Regions from separate parts of the Gossypium hirsutum genome. Here region 1 is linked to region 2. Evidence: chromatin contacts called from public Hi-C data. All regions are on one chromosome and are shown on one strand. The core of a region is the stretch at or near the end of the contact, and the rest is flanking DNA. Distances in the headings are between cores, read along the strand shown.

What was found. Hi-C and Micro-C count contacts between places; a contact is called where the count stands out from the background.
Region 1: a contact with region 2 is called in a Hi-C map of leaf, with 2.4 times the contacts expected there. The contact joins the promoter of LOC107926868 here to the promoter of LOC107926884 in region 2. A contact is called at or near these places in 15 of 34 Hi-C or Micro-C datasets (anther, callus, fibers and 3 more).

What each region holds. Positions count from the first base shown.
Region 1 is chrA08:94,951,668-94,954,367 of Gossypium_hirsutum_v2.1, reverse strand. LOC107926868 (universal stress protein A-like protein) reads left to right here and starts at 1,302. Exons shown (of 5, transcript XM_016857806.2): 1 at 1,302-1,427; 2 at 2,487-2,700. The coding sequence starts at 2,520. It also overlaps the pseudogene LOC107926877.
Region 2 is chrA08:94,818,213-94,820,912 of Gossypium_hirsutum_v2.1, reverse strand. It overlaps LOC107926884, which reads left to right and starts at 1,388. Exons shown (of 1, transcript XM_016857821.2): 1 at 1,388-1,999. The coding sequence starts at 1,388. The coding sequence ends at 1,999.

The sequences.
Region 1 (2,700 bases), core at 53-2,552, 130 kb before region 2:
AAAAAGGTGGAAGAAACAACCAACCTAACCAAGGAAGATGATGAGGCAAAAGAAGGTTTTCTCTTGATAGCACACAACGAAGTCAACACCAATAACAACATGGTGTGGTACCTTGACACGGGTGCAAGCAACCATATGTGTCGTTTGGAGATGTGTCAAAAGTTGAGGTAAAAGGCCAAGGTACCATTTGTTATTTACAAAAAGATGGGTTAGTTGGGTCTATCCAAGATGTTTATTATGTACCAGACCTCAAGAGCAACATTTTGAGTATGGGGCAACTCATGAAAAAGGGTTATGCGGTACTTATGAGAGACCGGGTGTTACACTTGAAAGATGAGCAAGGGCATTTGGTCGCTCGAGTTGAAATGGGGAGAAATCGCATGTACAAGTTGAATTTGAGAAGCGTTCGAGGAAAATGTTTGCAAGTCGACATAAAAGATAAGGTGTCGCTGTGGCATCTCCGTTTTGGTCACCTACATTATGGTGGTCTAAACGAGTTGGCGAAGAAGAACATGGTGCACGGGCTACCGGACATGGACTACGAGAAATTTTTTTTATGAAGAATGTGTGCTCGGAAAGCATGCGAGAACTTCGTTTAAAAGAAGGTAGAATATCGGGCTAAACAACCTCTCGAATTGATTCATGCCGACATATGTGGACCAATAACCCCCAAATCTTTTAGCGGTAAAAGGTATTTCATTTCCTTTATCGATGATATCTTACGAAAAACTTGGGTTTATTTTTTGAAAGAAAAATCTGAGGCGTTCGAGGTGTTTAAAAAGTTCAAAGTGATGGTAGAAAAGGCAACCGGTAGACACATCAAATCTGTACGATCCAATAGAGGTGGCGAGTATGGTTCGACGGCTTTCATGGAGTATTGTGAGGAAAAAGGCATAAGACGATTCCTAACCGCACCGTACTCTCCCCTACAAAACGGTGTGGCAGAGAGGAAGAACCGGACTATTCTCGATATGGTTCGGTCAATGCTCAAGAGCAAGAAGATATAAATAGTTTGTAAGCATTTGATATAATTTAGAGAGAAAAAGCAAGAAAATTCAGAAGTTAAAGGAAAAAAAGTTTTTTTTTCTATCTTGAGCAATTTGTCATATATTACTTGTTGGTCTTAGAAAGCTAATCCCAAATGCTGTTTATTTGTACTGCTTATAGTTGTTTGAGTTATGCTCTGACATGTTAATACGCCTTTCATAATCAAAGATTATACGAAGTTTCTTACTGCTTAAAAATTCTTGTTTTGTAGAGGGATATAGTGAAGCTCAGTTGAAAGAATGTTTAGAGGAATACGCCGCCTTAAATGTATGGCAGATACATGCTCACACCTTTGATATTCGATTCATCGATGCCTGAAAGTTCCTCCGAACACACAACATTCAACCGCTACATCCGTCAGCGCACCTAAAACCAAAAAGGTAAAAATGAGTGGCAAATCTCATAATCACATCCCTTTCTTAACTTGGATTTTCTTAAAAGTGTCGGGGGTGTTTAGCCGGTTTGTGCTAGGAAATCACTTCCCTTTCTAGTTTCTGTGGTCTCACAAAAAATGAAGTAGCACTCGCGACTATGTTTAGGTCACGTCTAAAAGAAGAAAAATCTTCAAGAGTTTTGATATTTAGGCCTTAGTTTTTGAATCTCATACACAGATATTTAATTGATTTTTAAAGTCGGCTTTTCTTGACTTTTTTCTCAACTTGCACACCTAATAGTAACTGATTTAGTTTTTGACCATAAAAGTACAAAAAAGACACCTATCTTTCTTCCAGCCAATCACGACCTTAGACTGAATTGGGATTTAAATATTCTTTGTATATCACATCCTTAACGAGGTCATGAAAAGTATTATCTTGTATCGGTTTATGGTTATATAATGCCACTAAATAAGACATTTATTTCGAGTTGAGATGAACACTTTTGGCAAATGGGTTCAATGTTAGGTTCTTTTCATAATGTATTATTATATAGTCAAATGTAATTTCATTATTCATTATTTATAATGTATTATTGTTATTTTATTGATTATTCAAATATAAATTCATATAGTAATGATGGAAAAAAAACCCAGTTAATTGCGGATGCTGGTATTGATTTGGCAATAGCTAGTTGATTCTATATTCAGTCAAAATTACAGATCTTCATCCCCACTTGACTGTTAGTAACATTACATACGTCATTTTTTTAATATTTTATTTCTGATCTTAATTATCCAGTCTGACATAATAAAAAGAAAAATAAATTATCCAGATCAAAACACAAAATATCCATACATTCCCCCACAATACGACGGCTTTCGCTTAAAAAACCAGGACCAAAGTAACAAAAATATAACACAACACCATGGAACTCAAAAAAACAGGTTAGGTTACTAGAAAAACCACGGCAACTACTGCCCTTAAATGTTTTGAGCTTCCCCCTTCGCTTTCTTATCTACACGTTTAAGGCCTATAATATCTCAGACCCTCCTTATATTACAGTGTTAAAAATCAAACAAAACACAACCCATAGCAATGGAAGCAGTGAACCTCAAGAAAAAGCAGTGCAAAATTGTCGTGGCAGTAGATGAGAGTGCTGAGAGCATGTATGCACTTTCATGGTGCCTTTCTAATTTGATGTCTCAAGCCACAATCAATACCATTGTTCTTCTTTATGTCAAGCCTCCGCCTCCTGTCTACTCTTCCTTGGATGTTG
Region 2 (2,700 bases), core at 139-2,638:
ATGTAGGCATAAATTTTATTTTGTTGGTAATGGTGCTTTTAAGAAAAAGTTCACCCTAGCATTTTAACTAGAATAAGTAATTATGTTAACTATTTGTATTAAAAAATGATATTGCAAAAGTAGAGAGATCAAACTATTTTAAATTAAGGTATATGGACTCAAGGACAATGCCATAAAACTGAATTGGGACCCATAAATGAATTATTGATTTTTTATGTCAAAGTATGATTTTAACATTATATTAATTTATATTTTTATAAATTTTGAAGGTATTAAATGATAGATTTATTATTTTGAGAGAGAGCCAAACTCTTTACATGCCCTTGAACTAAACCCTAATTTAGAACTAAAATTAGAATTTACTAGTTGCTTGAATCACAAGTGGAATGATAAATTATCTAGGTTTAAATTTCTAGGTCAAATTCTTCTATTAGAACTTGCACTTTACATAAGTTGTGGATTTAACATCTATACTTTAATTTGGTCATTTTCAGTTCTTATACTTTTAGAATTTAAAAATTTTATTCATGAGCAATGGTAACTATTTAATTCATTAAGTTAAATTATGTTATTTTCAAAATTTGATGCGTTAAATATATTATCGCATGTATAATGTTATGTTAGCTTGTTATTTTCATATATTACTCATGAAAATTTAGTTAATAGATTTAACGATTGTCGTTTGCATTAGGACTAAAATTTTAAAATTAAAAAAATATAGCAACTAAGAATGATACATTTCGAGAACATAAATTAAATCTATAACTGTACGCATAATAAATGACTAACAGTATAATTTAACCAAATAGATTTAGCTGCTACTATTTGGTCAATACTAATTTTAAAATTCGAAAAGTATAAAGATAAAAATTGATCATATTAAAATACATAAACTAAATCCATAACTTACACAAATACAATTCTAATAGCAAAATTTAACCAAATTTCAATCTCTTATATATGTATATATATACAAATGTAAATATTTATTAATTTATATATAAACTAGAAATTGACCTAACATAAAGCATTAAATTGGCCAAAACAGTTATGGTTCAACCATTTGTTTGACTTCATTTTTGATCAAGCAAGGTGCAGTAGAACCTACACCGGAGGCCCCACATGTCTATGGCATTTACCACCGTTGGATTAATCCATCAGATGATGACTGATGTTGATGAAAATGGCCTAAAAGCCAACGACCCTAGTTTTCATGATACTAATAAAGTCCACCACAAAATCATTCACAATATTTGTAGCAGTTTAACTAACAAATCCTACAACTTGAAGACCCCTCTCCAAGTTCCTACATAAAATGCTTTCATAATTAAACTCCTTTCAATTCATATGACTGAAAATCCCTTTTCTTTCATATAACTATCCTATCATGGGTAACTATATTAGCACTGCCACATGCTTTCCATCTGATTCTACAGGGAAAGTAATTCTCTGGGACGGCACGGTTCAGGAGTTCGGCGGGATCGTGGAAGCTGCAGAGCTGATGGTGGAGCATCCGCAGCAAGTGGTCGTGGAGTTCAACGCTGGAGTTCATCAAAAGAGGCTAATCCCATTGCCGGCGGACCATAAACTCGACGTAAAAAAGCTTTACATAATGCTACCTATGAAACGTGGGCAGCCGATCGCGTTGTCGTCGGAGGAAGCTTGTCGTGTACTGTCGAGCGCGAATTCGGTGTCGAGATCAAAGTCGATCTTATCGTCGTCCCCGAAGTGTGTTCCTTTGTTTGCGAGGATTTGCACTGCGGATTATCGTGTACTCGAAGGGATGGGACAAAAGTTGCAGTTGCAGAAGAAGGAAAGTGCCGGCGGTGAGAGGCCGGAGGAGAGTGGATATTTGACGGAGTTGTTTCCAGAGAGTTGGGAAAATCCGCCGGTGTATTTGAATAGGCAATTTTCAGGCAAGGGATGGAAACCCAGCTTGGATACTATAAAGGAGAAGAAGGTTGAGAGAGAGTTTAAAATCCCACATTGGTTGTTTTAGGTTTTTTGGAGTCATTTTTATGGGATTCATGCTGATTAAGCCTACTAATATTTATCTTGAAAAGTCAAACCCAAGTCACCTCTTTAGGAATACATAATGCCTTAGCGGTTGTTTTAGTTTTAAAAACCTAATTAATATTATAGGTTAATGCTGTAGTTTATATTCATCTAATCACATTATCAATAAACCAATGTGTAATTTAAAATAAATAAAATTATTATATTTTTAATAAAAATGCATATCTTTTAATGCATCAAATATTAATTTAATTTGTGAAGAATGCAAATGCATGGTAATAGTGGGAAGAATTTATAATGTTAATTGGTTAGGGGTTTTTTACTTCTTTGTGCAAATTATGTTCAAATTATTACAGGGGAAGCTTTTGCGTTTGGCCAATAAATTACAATGGGCACAAAAGATGACTTTATTTTATTTTAATTTAGTTGATTTTACTTTATAGTAATAATATTATTATTATTATTATTATTTAAATTAAATTTGATAAATAAGTGGTTAGGTGTATTGGTAAAACATATTTTATTTTCAAGATAAAAATTTAGGTTCAAACTTTAGAGGTAATTTTACTGAAAAAAGTAATCATGAATCTCTCAAACGGACATGAAATATATGTTTAGGTTAAAAATATTAGAATATAAATATATTTAAAATATTGAACTTCAGTCTATTTATTAAGCTTGGCA